Linked DNA regions of Mus musculus: all the other regions are linked to region 4. A link is a contact called in public HiChIP or PLAC-seq and promoter capture Hi-C data. All regions are on one chromosome and are shown on one strand. Each heading gives the region's core, a stretch centred on a gene start, on an enhancer-like site or on the middle of the called end of the contact. The rest is flanking DNA. Distances are from core to core; before and after follow the strand shown.

Region 1 (2,700 bases), core at 5-2,504, 2.2 Mb before region 4:
CTTGCCTAATGACTCATGGGCGATTGATTGCTGTACAGATAAGAAAACTGAGCCTCAGACGCTAATAATGACCAGCTAAGGAGTTCCTGGCCCCGATGCTGTCATCGGCTTGTCAGCTGATTCATCCGTATCCTGTGGGTGTTAGATGTTTTAGGCCAGGTCTGGAAAGCATTTTGAATCCTTGGTGACGATACTCATTCAAAGTTTCTTTTCCATTCCCGGTTAGGGTTAGTCACTCCTTACACAACCTACCTGAGGTATTTCTTCAACTCATTCTCTCCTGCTTCCCTCTCCGCCTCCCCCCACCCCTTCCCTCTCCATACCCCCTTAGGTGAGAATGTGAGTCTTGGGCCTCTCAAGTGCTGTGTAAGTGCTCCACCACTGAGCAACATCTCCAGCATTTTCCTGGAACATATGGCATCCGATTAAAACACAGCTCTGACCATATCCTAGCATCCCTGCAACAGAGCTGACAAAAATAAGGGTTTTCTCAAGAGAATGTGGGTGTGTGCATCTGACTCTCAGACTATTGAAACAATGGACCCCCCAAGAAATGGGAATTTCCTTCAGGAAACTCCTGCTGGGAAAAGGAAAAGGCCTTTGCTTGAGGGGGAATTCTTTCAGGAAGCGGGAATTCACACAGTTCTATCTAGTCAGATCGCTTTGACCCGGACTGCTGAGATGTGCATACCCCTGGCCTTCTATTTGAACTTTAATCTCATTTTGGGATCCCAGAGAGAGGTTAACTCTTCGTCCTTCTACCCCATGTGGGCATATTAAGTACATCTCCTTTTTTCAGTTTTGTTCGTTTGTATTCTTGTTGTTGTTTTGAGGGTTTTGTTTGTTTGGTGTTTTTCTGTTTCTTTGTTTTTATTTTGAGACAGAGCTTCACTGTGTAGCTCTGGCCGGCCGGATCTCTCCAGACCATGTTGAAGATCCGGGCCCCTGCCCCAGTGCTGAGATTAAAGGCGGTCGCCCTCACCGCCGCACCTGCTTTCCACTTTCAATTTGGCTTTTTCAGTGGTTTATTGGATGGATAATGCTTTAAATTCGGTAACAGTCCAAATTACGTCTGGCCCATCCCAAGCAGTTGTTTTGGGTTGGGGGGGGTTGTTTTGTTTTGTTTCCCCCCCCCCTCCCCAATTCCCTTAGCCTTCATTTTCCATAACTACAGTGCTGTCTCCCAGGTGTGACTTCCAGCCCTCCAATCAGGGCCCAGCTAGCTCCAAGGCCAATTCCACCAGACCTTCTGGCAGGACTGACGCTCAACGCCCTGCAGTCCGTTTCCGCCTCTCGTGCCTGAGGGGCGGATGCTTGTCGCAGCCGCCACACAAGTAGCCAGCGCGTCCTGGTGCCTAATCTCCTTCAGCACCGCGGAGCGTGGAGCCCACAGCTCGGGGAGGACGTTCTCCCAGACACGCGCTCGCACACACTCAGCGCTGGCACCAACCCGGGATTCCCAGCCTGTGGACGCTCCCATTGCAGCCGGCGGGAGGGGACAGAGGCTCCCGGAACGCCTCTCTAACGAATCCCCGCGGTGTCAGCCAGCCCCCAGCCTCCGCCCCGTGGGAGATCTACAGTCGCTGTCACTGATCCAGACGGTCCATTCTCGGCCGGAGCTGTCCGGGTCTGACTGCGCCCTGGTCGTGCGCGCGGATCCCCCCCTCTGCAGCCACCGCGTGGTAGCGCCCGCTCCGCCGCCGCTCGCCGGTTGCTCCCCGGCGCTAGCTCCCTCGCCTCAGTGAGCCGCCGCTGCTGCCGCCGCCGCGTCTGCCTCCCGGCACAGCTCGCCCGGTCGGCGCCGAGGGACGAGGAGGAAGGAACACCCCGCAGCGCAGCGGTCCCGCGCCACCCCCACCCCACCGTCGCCCGCCCAGCTCGGCCCGGCTCGTCAGCGCGGCGGCGCCCGGCATGTATCAGAGCCCGCGGCGGCTCTGCTCGGCCCTGCTGCTCAGGGACGCCCCCGGCCTGCGCCGCACACTCGTGCCCGGCCCGCGCCGAACGCTCGCCCCGCCGGTGCTCGGATCTCGGCCCAAGTCCCCGCAACTGCAGGCGGCGGCGGCCTCGGGCGCCGCGAGGTCGCGTCCCCGAACAGGTGAGCGGGAGCGCGGAATGAATGGGCGCCGCGGGCTGGTCCCCTGCGTTCACCCCGGCGTCGCGTCGGGAGGGAGGGAACGCCGCTCAGGGGGCCTCGCTTTCCGCGTTCGTGTCTGATCCCCCTGAATCCCCGGTGGCCACAGTGACCCCAGTCGCTAACGTTTTGCTTTACCCCTCACCCCCACCCCCCGATGCAGGGCGGTAACGCTTTGGTTGCAGACGGCTTGTGGACATCCTCATGAAGGGGAAAAAATATCTAAAAATGGCATGATCTTGGGTTTGCAGGGCCTACAGGCTCTGAATCTTCTCAAAGCCCTGGTAGTAATAGCACATGTTAACTCGTTACGCTCATTAATTTATTTATGTTTTGGAAGGGGGGGAGTCTTCCACTTCGTCTTAAATCCCTGGTAAATCAACCTTTCATGAAGTCAGTTCTGTACATCATCTTGTGTTTTTTAAGTGTCTCCTTTCTGCCTAAAAGCAGATTGCGACGGTCACAAACTACATATAAATCAAGTATGGCTTTTAAATGAGTAGTTTCTCCCTCAAATCTAGCAATTACTTAATGTAGGCGCTCCTTCAGAACCAGCAATTATTCCATAG
Region 2 (2,700 bases), core at 33-2,532, 2.1 Mb before region 4:
TCAACACTCTAAAGAAACTGTAACCCACAAATATACAATCTTATCTCAGTAGGGCCCGGATGGACATTGTCCACTAGAGAAAGTGAGCAGTTTGCCTCTCAACTGAGACTTGGAGAAAAAAACAAAAACAAAAGTCTTGAGCTCAGAGGCGCAGTTTTTATTATACTTTCTCACTGTCGGATTAAAGCATAAACCACAGAGTAATGTCATGAACACGAGAAAGATGTTCCAGGGTTACAATGACGCGTCCCCCATCTTATTGATAGAGTACTAAGAACTTAAAGAAAGGGTATACAGCTGAGAACGTGGTTCCCATAAGGACAGTCCACCAAGTTGGTCCGTGGGTTATTTTTCCGTCCTTTGCTGACAGAGTAAAAATGTCCCACTAAAGTCTTGAGTGGGTCCGGCCGCCGCGCGCAGCGCCGCTGAGGCAGAATCGGTACCGAGGCGCGCGGGGCGCCCACGACACTCTCCGCGAGATGCCCTAAGGGCCAGCACCGCCGGCGGAGGACCCCGGAGGAGACTCTGGACCTAGGCGCTTCCAAGAGCCCCAGGGTTTTTTTGTTGTTTTGTTGCAAACACAGATAGTGATCGCAGCCTGGCTCCCCGGGGAACCAGGAGAAGGCGGCGACGGAGGGCCGGCGGAGAGTGAGAATAAAAGAACGGCGGAGTACAACCTGTCGTGCCCGCCCCGGCGGCGGGGAGCAGGCCCGACGGCGACGGAAACTGCCGCCCGGGACGCGCTGCCCCGGCAGCCCGGCCGCCGCGCGATGACTGGCGCCGCGAGGTAAACAGCGCGCGCCGCGGTCCCTCGGCGCCACGACCGTTGCCCCGGGCCGCTCCGGTGCGGGCTCCCGCCCTGCCCCCAGCTCCGCCGGTGTCACCGCCCCAGCCTCCGGAAAGCCCCTCCGCCGCCGCCCGAGCAAACAACACAGGCGCGGGGCGGGGGCGCCCGGGAGGAGGCGACACTCGGGACGGCCGGGCTGGCTCGCCGCGCCCTCCCTCTCCCTCCCGCTCGCTCCCGCCGGCCTCCGCCGTCCCCGCGCTCTTACCTGCTCTCCCTCCACGTCGCCGAGTCCCTTGCCCTTCCCTCAGGGCCGCAGACCGGCCGAGACGCCGCAGCCGCCCGCCGTTGGCCCGGCGTCCTGCGGGAAGCCGAGGGGGCCTCCCCTGGCCACCGCGCGAGCCGCTCCGCACCACAGGACGAGACAAAACCGCGCTGCGCCCCCCGCGCGCGCCACCCTACAGATCCCCCCCAACCGCCGAGGCGACGGCGGCGACACAGCCGGGCGCGGGGAAGCTGCGGCCGGCCCCCGCCCTCCGCACCCGCCTCGGCTCCTCCCCCTCGGCCTCCTGCCGCCGCCACCAGGACACTGGAGTCCGCCTCCCCCACCCGGCCGCTCCGCGCGCTCCTCCCTCCCCGCGCGCCGCCGGGGGAGGCGACACCGCCAGTCACCGCAGCGCCTGTCAAACCGGGCCGGCTATTTATACTCCCCACCGCCCTCGGGCCCCCCGCAGCCCGCCTCCTGCGCTCTCGAATCCCGCCCTCTTCTCAGCGCCCAACTTCGCCCGAACCCGCCTGCTCAGGTGGAGACGCTCGCCACTCGTCCCGCTCCGCGTCCCCGGGGCTTCCCCACTCCCCCACGTCGCGCGCTGCACTGCGCTGCGGACGCGGGACCAGCGCGTGGGGACGGCGGGGCCGCGCGTGCACCTGCAGCCCGGCCGGGACGACACGCGCACCTCTTGGGCCACTCTCAGGTCTTTGCTGTCACCCCTCATCACCCCCCTTCCAACTCCGGACTCCCCTCCCAAGACCTCCAGGGACCGCTCTGCACTCGTAGATTAAGCATTAGGGAAGTGAGCGATTGCAAAATAAAACTCTTGTCAGCCCGGGTGTTCAGAGTCCCCGCGCGTCTCCCGGGCTCCGCGGATGGTGGCGGCGCTGGCGGGCAGGAGCGCGCGGCCCGCCCCACCCGGCCACTGACGCACGTGGCGCCCCGCCCCGCCCGTTTCGCGGCCCGGGGCGCCGCCCGCTCCGCCTCCCAGCTCGTCCACCCCGGACCCCGCCCCGTTCCCAGAAATTACCACCGCCCAACGGCCCGGCTGCGCGGCGGTTGGTGCCCGCGGTGGCCGGCGGGCGGGCGGCCCAGCGCGCAGCTGCGGAGCGCGGCGGGCGGCCCCCGTTCGGGGGGGTCCCGGGGAGCCGCGACCGCCCGCCCCAGTCTTTGTCGCTTCTAGTCCCGTCCGCCTCCGAGAAGTAACTCAAGTCCCGAGATCTTCAGAGCCAGGGTGAAGGAGCGCGTGTGTGTGGAGGAAGAGTATCTTGTTCCAAGTGTCCACGAATTGGGGAAAAAAAAGGGGCGAAGCCAGCGGGAGCTGCAGGCTTCTGGTTTGCACACTTTCACACAAAGGGGAGCCTCTGAGCAGGGCACTCTCACGCGCCTTCCAGGGCACAAAAGCCAATGACACGGTGCCCGGGATGTCCTGCGTTTGCAGCGGCTCGCTAATGGTCTTTCTTAGGCGCAGTTATGCATGCTAGGTCTCTTCCCCCAAGCACCACCACCATTCCCCGCCGCCGCGGAATGTATTTGTTTCTTTAACAAAGAGCATCGGTTGTCCCGGTGCGCGCGGGGGCCGATCCTGCTGGGCTCTGACTCCTGCAGGCTCCCTGGGGGAGCCCCAGCACTTGGAACAGCATAC
Region 3 (2,700 bases), core at 64-2,563, 2.1 Mb before region 4:
ATGGAGAGAGAGAGGGAGAGAGAGAGAGAGGGAGGGAGGGAGGGAGAGAGAGGGGGGGGGGAGGGAGGGAGGGAGAGAGAGAGAGTTTTCTGTGGAGGATGAGGTCAGTCTCATCTCTTTCTTTATCTGAGCACCAGAACAGTCCCCATTATAATCAGTTTAAAATAAATGGCGTCTCCTCACTTCTGCAAGTTGCTCTCTTATGAGGTATACACATACAGAGGGGAAAGGCGTTCTAGTACTTGTGGGAAGACTTCTTTTAAGCATCATTTAAAAGAATAGGTGACTAGATCTCTTTCTTGAGACCATCCACCACCAACACAGGCCTAATCAAAGCAGGGTGAACAAGTGCTTAAAGCAAAGCAAAGCAAAGCAAAGCTCGCTCTGGCTCATGGATTTCCACAGGCGTTTTTCTGTCTTTCTCAGTCAAATCTTTGCTTTGGATGCTGCCTCCGATGCCCCAAGGAGTGGGGCAAAGTACAGAATAATTAACTTTCTAGTGTCCAAGATCTGTGCCCCAGTGAGTGATGAACAGAGAGGGTGGGCAGCTAGGAGAGGACCTGCAAACCAGCCCAAAGCCTGTAAGCTCTTATAGTCCAGGATGCTGCTTCTTTAGAAAATTTCCAAGAGCGCATTTCCTCACGCATTCCCTAATCCGAAGCTGACGGAGCTGCAAGCTTGTCAGCAACATCAGAAGAGTACCCCGAGGCCTCACTTCGAAGGGATGATCAGGGCCACAAGAAGCCGGGGGTTTATCACCGCCAGGGATCAGTGAACCGACACTTCTTCTAGGGCCCACCTGCGAACACGTGAACACCCCACGTCCACCTACCTATCCGTTCCTTCACCTCTTCGGAGAAACTAGTGGTTCATTGAATAGAAAACCGTGGAACTCTAGGAGAAAGCCAAACCCTCTTCGAAGTGGTTCTTTTCACTCCATATCTACTGATCATAACCCACAGTCACTTAAAAAAAATGAAGGAACATTACTTGCCGGAGATCAGGAATTCAAGACTGGAACCCAGGAAGTCTAATTTGGATTCAGAGGCCATCCTGGAAAAGGTCCTTATTCCCAAAGTTTCCAAGAAATTCGGAGGGCTGGCCTGAGACCCTCCCTCACTGTTCCTTCACTGGCCCAGGGTTCGGGGCGCTGGTGCCCAGCCTGGACGGGTAGAGAAGTGTGGGACACTCACCGTCCTTCCCCAGCGGCGCGGGACCCGGGGGCGCCCTCCGGGGCAGCGCCAGAGTCTTGGACACAGCCCTGCGGAGATACATCGCCAGATGCGCTCAGATTCAGCAGCGGATCAAGCAACCCAGGCTCAGAGGGAGGAGCCAGGGAGCGCCCCGCCCCGGGTGGGACTCCAGATCCCGTGCGTCCCAGCCCCGGGGGATGTGGGAAGGGGATCGAGTTAGTGGTTAGCACCTTGGTCCCCTTACCCAGCTCTAATAGAGTTGCAGTCCCGTGCTCCCCAGCAGTCGCTTAATGGCTGCATCTCAGAAGAGGCTAGGGAGCTTAGAAGTCGCTGTTACGTGCCTGACCCGCTCTGTCCCATGGAGTTATCTCCCGAGCACGCAGGACACGTTTAGAGAAGCGCGCTTGATTCAGGATTCATGCGCAGACGGAATGTATTCTCCAGGTGGAAGACCACTTTATTCCACACACTGTGTTAGCATTCCCAGGAAGAGGTAGCGGGAAACTTAAGAGACGACTTTACAGGCTTATGATTAAAGGAAGGGTAAGGTTTCCCCCTGGCGATGGCTGAGTTCTAAGCCAGCCAGGACTTTTAAATATAGGGTAAAGAGTTTATCTAGCATGGGTTCGATACCCAACAGCGCATAAAACCAGACATGGTGGCGCAAGAAGTTACTCCCAGCACTCAGAGGGGGAGGTAGGATGCTCAGGAGTTCAAGATCTTTGAGGACACCGTAGGCTACAAGAGACCCCGCTTCAAAAATGAATGAATGAATGAATGAACCACTGAAGGCACTAGGCGGTGGTGTGTGTGTGTGTGTGCGTGTGTGTGTGTGTGTGTGTGTGTGTGTGTGTGTGTGTGTGTGACCAAAACAATCCACTAACAGGAAAGTTAGGTAAAGGGCTCTCTGGGGGGAGTAGCAACCGCTCTTAAACACTAAACCATCTCTCCAGTCTGAACTGTGAATCTTGTTTTTTTTTTTTTTGTTTTGTTTTTTGTTTTTTAATTTATTATATGTAAGTACACTGTAGTTGTCTTCAGACACACCCGAAGAGGGCCTCAGATCTCATTACGGATGGTTGTGAGCCACCATGTGGTTGCTGGGATTTGAACTCAGGACCTTTGGAAGAGCAGTCAGTGCTCCTAACAGTTGAGCCGTCTCACCAGCCCCGAATCTTGGTTTCTTGAGACAGGTTTTCTCTGTGTAGCTCTGGGTGTCCTGAAAATCGCTCTGTAGAGCAGGCGAGGCCAGCTGTTTTCAGGAGCCAGGGCTACACAGAGAAACCCCGTCTCAAGAAACCAGGATCCCTGCCCCCTGCCTCCGCAGTGTTGAGATTAAAGGCATAGGCCACTACCACCACCACCACAGAGCGTTGTGAGTCTTGTAGACCCGAGTAAAGCGACTGAGGAAAGCTCTGAAGCATAGTCGATGCGTGATGTATGCTCAGCCCGATGGAAGAGTCAGTGCCGGGTCACGATTTCTCTGCTCCTTTCAGTCTGGTAAGTG
Region 4 (2,700 bases), core at 163-2,662:
AGAAATCAAAATGAAAGTATAATAAGAAATTTAGAAGTGTGTAAAAAAAAAGCACTAACTTCAAAACTTAATAATTTCTAATGCATACAAATCTAAAATGTGCACTTGAAGCCAACTCAAAATTAAATTGCATAGTTAGCATACTATAAATGCAGCAGGCTATCTAGGTGGGAAACACTTCTTTCCTTTCTGTTCATCTTCTTTTTTTCCTTTTTGTCATGCTCAGATTGACTGTTCTTTTATTATTCCTGTCTGTTGTGATCAAACTGAATGTATATAATTAAAATTAAAAAAAAATCTCTAGTTGAAGAGATGGCTGAGCAGATGAAAGTGTTTGCTAAGCAAGACTGACACTCAGAGTTCAATCCTGGAAACCACTGGTAGTTGATAACCGCATTAACACTCTGGTCTCTCTTGACCTCACAGGCTCACATATTAAAAAAAAAAAAAAATGCATTCTACTTACTTGGGCTACGTAAACTAACCCGTTGAGGGAATCAACTGCAACACAAAATGTTGCACCAGTGAAGTATTCCGAATTCTTGGGCCAACCCAAATCCAGCCGGAAAAGAGGGTCCTCCATTCTCCAGGAAACGTGAAAAGAAAATGTCCTTGAAACCTCAAATAAAATCAAAATACTCAGATTCAGTTCGACAACCAGAAGGTAGCCGGAAATAAGATTGTATATCTAAAGATCAAAACAACCATAAGAAAAGTCTAATGATGACTTAAGAGTGTAGTAAGAGCTGGGGAAAATCCAGTGTGTGTGTGTGTGTGTGTGTGTGTGTGTGTGTGACTTAAGAGTGTAGTAAGAGCTGGGGAAAATCCAGTGTGTGTGTGTGTGTGTGTGTGTGTGTGTGTGTGTGTGTGTGATGTTTACTTATTTTTATTTAGACTTGTGTGCATGAGCTCGGGTGAGTTTATGTGCACCATGTGCCCACAAAGGCCAGAAGAGGGCATCAGGCTCCCTGGAACTGGAGTTACAGTGAGAGAGTGAGCCTTCAAGTTGGTGCTGGGAATCGAACCTGAGTCCTCTGAAAAAGCTGCTCGAGCTCCCAACCTCCGCGCCACCTCCCCAGCCCCACGTGCATTCTTTTTACACTAAATGAGAGGACGAGTCGTCAGCTGCTGAGCCCCAGGGGAGCAGGTTTGGGACCCCAGGGGCTGTACCCCTCGGTGGCACCCACACCCACAGCCTTCTGCCTGCTATTTACCAGCGAGCCACAGAAGCGCGAATGCAAAACCAGACAGGAAAGGAAGAAGGCGGCGCCCGCCAGGCAGACCCAGGCTCTCGCCATCGCGAGGGTCTGGGAGGCGAAAGTCAGCGAGGCCTGAAGCCGGCTCTAGGGCAGAGGCAGACTAAAGCACCGGGAAACTCGACCGGAGAACCGCCGAAGACTAATTCCGGGTGTCCTGCTCCTTGCTCCGCCCCGAGTCAGGCGCCCAGCGAGTGACCCTGGTCCCCACGCCGAGGTGCTCCTGGCCACTAGGATGGCGGCGTCCGCAGATCTTCCTGACCTACTTACTCTTCGCTCCTTTAAACTCACTTTCAAGAAGCAAAACAGAGCACCGAGAAACTGAAGAGTTAGGGGATCGTGACACTAAAACAATGACTACCACGCTCCGAAAAGGACTTTAGTCACGTCTGCTCCACAAGCATTCAGGCTTCTGCCGTGGACGCCTATATTCCCACACTAGGACCCCGCCCCCCCCCCCCGACGCCCCAAACTAATCATTTGTGCAAAAGCGACTTAAGGTGGCGGTGCACCATTGCGTCTTGTGGGCGCGACACGCTCTATCAAAGGTCCCCTGGAGCTGGTGGGGCATTTAGGGGAGCACCCGCTGGGCGCCTGGCCGTATGAGCGCTGAGGTGCTCGAGAGCCTCCCTTCGCAAGGCTCTGGCCCCCTTCGTCCGGCTCCTAGTGCGCCCCGGCCGCCCGCCCGCTCCCGGAAGCTACGAAAGCCCGTAACAAAGGACCTGCGGGGGCCGCCGGTTGCCGGAGCTGCGGGACCCCGGGATCGGGCGGATCGGCGGGTCTGAGCGCCCGCGGGGCCACGTGTCCCGGATCACGGCGGTGAGCGGAGCGTGGCTCGGCGGCCTTCCCCGGAGCACCCGGCTGTCGGCACCCTCCGGAGCCCTGATTTCTGCAAACGCACAAGCCCGCTCTGCTCTGAGCAGCTGAAGCTTTGTGTGAAGAAGCTACTGAAGTCTGATTTTTATTTAAAAAAACAAACAAACAACAACAAAAAAAAACCCAACTTTTTCCAAGTTTTCGTTCTGGGATTTTTTGTTTTGTTTTGGTGCAGTTTGCAATACTCTACCTCCTCGCCTCCTTTCTCCTCCTGGTGTATTATCCACGAGACGAACCTGGGATGAGCGTTTTGTAATTGCAAGAACTGTGAGACGTCACGACGGAATAGTACTCAAGATGGACAAAAAGTCCTTTGAGACGGTGCTGGATGAAATTCGAAAGGTAATTGACCTTGTTCCCTGAAATTCGTCTGAGATAATAATGGTCGTGAGTTACTTTCTTTGAGGTGTTGTGTGTAGTCAGCAGAGGAACTTGAACTTTCCTGTGTAACGTAAGAACTTGCATCTTGGTCCGTTGCACCGCTTAAATAGAAGATAAACCACCTCACTGCTAAACTTGGGAAGTCATTGTGGTACGGGAATTACGTTTGTACTACCTACAGCCCCGG
Region 5 (2,771 bases), core at 107-2,606, 2.2 Mb before region 4:
CAACTCTGCAAGAGCAACAAGTGGTCTTAACCGAGGAGCATCTCTCCTGCCCCAAACAGTATCTCTTTAACTATACACACTCGACACTCAAAACACCACTAACCCAACATAAAACTGTACACTAATTCATACTGATCAATGGACTGACTTTAACAAGGACCCAAGTTCCATTATGTTCCTCTCCTTCAGTAAAAGTTCCTATTCAAAAAGGCATTTAAACGCTGCTCAATAAATTGTGATTTCCCTACTTTTGAAATGTGTAAAATATGCCTCAGCCAAAACACACTATTCAGCGTTATTGTTATATAGCACATGCAGTTCTATCAGTCCAGATTTTATTTATATTTAAAGTTCCGTTAAATTTAGAGATAAACATAATTTTTCCTCCAAACCGAACTGCTTTGTCCACCAAACTACCAATTTCAAGATCCCTAAAAACAATAGGTGCAAAAAGACTGTTCTGATCTTTTACAGCACTACCGTTTGGTTACAATTTCTCATCTTCCAATCCGACATCGATGGAGATGTGAAACAGAACCAGAGGAGGGACCGCATGCGCTTATAATTTCGGTAAGCAACAGTGTTCGAGCAGTGCCACATCGACCCGAGGCCCTCGCTGCGCTGTCTGCTAGCAAGTAAAGCTGCTTTTTCTATGTAACTTAAGTCCGTGCCCTTCCGCTGCAGCAGTGGCGCAGCACATCCCCCACCCCCGCGGCCACTTCCGTGTTTACACTCCTCTTCCCTCCAATTCCATGCGTACATTGTCAGCTTCACTCCCGCCCAATCTTCATTGGCCCGGCTCGGGCCCGTGGTCCCGCCCCCAGAAATCAACGTTCTTATTTGGAACAGCTCAGGGCGCAGATTGGAACCTCGGGCCTGTCAATCGCGCGCGTTCTGTCCTCTCCCAGGCGCTTCCGCTATGGTGGGAGGTTTGGGGGAGGGGAAAGGGGGCAATGCCGAGCCGAGACTTCCCCGGGGCCAGGACGCCCTCCCGCCCGCCCCGCTCCCCGCTTTCATCTTACTGTGGACCAAAATAAACGTCCCCCTCCGCTGTCCCGCAGCCCCGGGCCGGCTGCGCGGAATACACCCGGTGTCCTTCCCGTCCACCCTCAGTCACCCGCCCCACGAGGGAAGGAAGGGCAGCAGCCCGGTTCCCCCACGGCCGCCGTTAGCCGCGGCGGGGAGGTGCCGGGTCGGCGGCGTCCCACTCGGCACCGGGAAGTGGCCTCGGGACCGTTACTCGGGCGCCGCTCCGGGAGGGACGAGGCGGGAGGCCGGGCGGGCGCGTTTTGGCGGGTAGCGCCCGGGGGGGCCGCGGCGTCCATGCGGAAGTGGCGGCTATAGGAAGTGAGAGGCGAGGGCGGCGGGCGGCCAGCGCCCCCGGCCGCGGGCAGGGGCGGCCCTCTCGGCCGGACAGCGTGGCAGGCGGCGGGGACAACAGCTCCGCTCACTTCCTGGTTCCCCGGCAACTGGGGCGAAGCGCGCAACTCGCCCGCGCCGACTCCCCAACTTAGCCGCGGCTCCGCGCCCGGCCCCTGCCGCTGCCGCTGCTGCGCCGCCGCCGCCGCCGCTCTCCCCGGAGCGACAGCCCGGATCCGAGGCAGGTTACTCTCCAAGGTGATCACTTCCTGATTTGTCGCCTCCATTACTTCATTCACTCCCCCCTCTCCGCGGCCGCCCGGCTGCCGGAGACGGACACCGGACCCGGGGCGCTGACCGCCCCGGGGGACGCTCCCCGCCCGCCGGGCGCCCCCTCGCCCGCTGCACCGATGCACGGGAGAAAAGTTCCCCTGTGCTTACCGGCCCGGATGAGCAGATCCAGCTGGTTCGTGGGTCCCTCATGCAGAGACGTCGCCATGTTTATCCCGGGGCTGGAACTGCTGCTTCACATTGACTTACACCCTGAGCGGCGGCGACAGGGGAGAAGGCGGAACCCGCGGCCGGAGACACACGCCGTGCGGGCGGCACACACTCACGCACTCGCACACACTCCGACGCCCGGATCCTTGCGCGTCCTCCGACAGGAAGCGGCGGCCGGCCCGCCTCCCGCCGCCGGGCTCAGCAGCCCCACCACCTAACGGCAGGGGCGGCGGCGGCCCCGGCTGGCAACGCGATCCTTCCGCCCCGCGCCCAGACAGGAAGTCAGTCCCGGGCGCCGGCAGCCGGCGGCCGCACGGACACCTGAGGCTGGGGAGCCGCAGGCCGCCCTCGGGGACGCGGGCCTCGCCTCGGCAGGAAGAGGCGCGCTTCACGTTCTGCGGAAGCGAAGTCTGCAAATGTCCCCTCTGGAAAAGAGCCATGAATCAAATTTTTCTTCCTAGAAAAGACCTCATACCTAGTCCCGCAGCTGTACACGGAGGTGGCTTTTTAACTTGGGTTGGCCTTCCCGGCGCTTATGCAACATACAATCAGTTCAGTCGAAAGAACTGCACTTTAAAAAACTTGTACCTAGAAAATATTCTAGAAGCATCACTAAGGAAGTCAGGAGTCTCCAACTACTTCAAAAACTGACTTGGTCCTGTCTTCTCGACAGAAGTCAGAGTACACTAGACAGGTAATTAGTAAACAGAAAAGAGCCGCCCGGCAGCCTCGGGGAGACTGGAGTCGCTGGGTTTGCTGGTCATGAAATTCGTGTGCCCTCTCTTGTATTTGCTTGACTTGGACAAATGAACGTATTCGTTCATAGCTTAAAGATATCTTCAGACAGCTTTTAAAAAACTCGTTTACCTTGAAACTGGCCTTACAAATACACACTGTAACAGGAAAGGAAA

What was found. Promoter capture Hi-C pulls out the DNA fragments that hold promoters and counts their contacts. HiChIP or PLAC-seq counts read pairs in DNA pulled down with a chosen protein or histone mark. Capture Hi-C pulls out chosen DNA fragments and counts their contacts.
Region 1: a contact with region 4 is called in a promoter capture Hi-C map of liver, with 7 times the contacts expected there. The contact joins the promoter of Noct here to the promoter of Nhlrc3 in region 4. A contact is called at or near these places in 6 of 39 promoter capture datasets (the 3T3-L1 cell line, the C10 cell line, embryonic stem cells and 2 more), 4 of 484 Hi-C or Micro-C datasets (CD4 T cells, hematopoietic stem and progenitor cells and regulatory T cells), 3 of 115 datasets of contacts at active chromatin or transcription factors (bone marrow-derived dendritic cells, regulatory T cell precursor and thymic regulatory T cells) and 3 of 9 other capture datasets (adipose tissue, liver and macrophages).
Region 2: a promoter capture Hi-C map of liver shows a contact between it and region 4, with 5 times the contacts expected there. The contact joins the promoter of Elf2 here to the promoter of Nhlrc3 in region 4. A contact is called at or near these places in 1 of 39 promoter capture datasets (liver), 4 of 115 datasets of contacts at active chromatin or transcription factors (astrocytes, epiblast stem cells, large pre-B cells and 1 more) and 1 of 9 other capture datasets (liver).
Region 3: an H3K27ac HiChIP or PLAC-seq map of thymic regulatory T cells shows a contact between it and region 4, with 11 times the contacts expected there. The contact joins the promoter of Mgarp here to the promoter of Nhlrc3 in region 4. A contact is called at or near these places in 5 of 39 promoter capture datasets (the C10 cell line, hippocampal neurons, liver and 1 more), 2 of 484 Hi-C or Micro-C datasets (B cells and regulatory T cells) and 6 of 115 datasets of contacts at active chromatin or transcription factors (astrocytes, embryonic forebrain, extraembryonic endoderm stem cells and 3 more).
Region 5: a promoter capture Hi-C map of liver shows a contact between it and region 4, with 4 times the contacts expected there. The contact joins the promoter of 4930577N17Rik here to the promoter of Nhlrc3 in region 4. A contact is called at or near these places in 6 of 39 promoter capture datasets (the C10 cell line, embryonic stem cells, hippocampal neurons and 2 more), 1 of 484 Hi-C or Micro-C datasets (CD4 T cells), 3 of 115 datasets of contacts at active chromatin or transcription factors (astrocytes, pro-B cells and thymic regulatory T cells) and 2 of 9 other capture datasets (adipose tissue and liver).

The regions. Positions count from the first base shown.
Region 1 is chr3:51,223,193-51,225,892 of GRCm38.p6, forward strand. Noct (nocturnin) reads left to right here and starts at 1,255. Exons shown (of 3, transcript NM_009834.2): 1 at 1,255-2,095. The coding sequence starts at 1,912.
Region 2 is chr3:51,339,362-51,342,061 of GRCm38.p6, forward strand. It overlaps Elf2 (E74-like factor 2), which reads right to left and starts at 1,283. Exons shown (of 10, transcript NM_023502.2): 1 at 1,053-1,283.
Region 3 is chr3:51,395,234-51,397,933 of GRCm38.p6, forward strand. It overlaps Mgarp (mitochondria localized glutamic acid rich protein), which reads right to left and starts at 1,314. Exons shown (of 4, transcript NM_026358.3): 1 at 1,194-1,314. The coding sequence starts at 1,275.
Region 4 is chr3:53,461,846-53,464,545 of GRCm38.p6, forward strand. Nhlrc3 (NHL repeat containing 3) reads right to left here and starts at 1,413. Exons shown (of 7, transcript NM_172501.2): 1 at 1,215-1,413; 2 at 467-619. The coding sequence starts at 1,298. It overlaps Proser1 (proline and serine rich 1), which reads left to right and starts at 1,950. Exons shown (of 13, transcript NM_173382.2): 1 at 1,950-2,474. The coding sequence starts at 2,430.
Region 5 is chr3:51,275,405-51,278,175 of GRCm38.p6, forward strand. 4930577N17Rik (RIKEN cDNA 4930577N17 gene) reads left to right here and starts at 1,357. Exons shown (of 1, transcript NR_073429.1): 1 at 1,357-2,771. All of the region lies in intron 4 of Elf2 (E74-like factor 2), which reads right to left.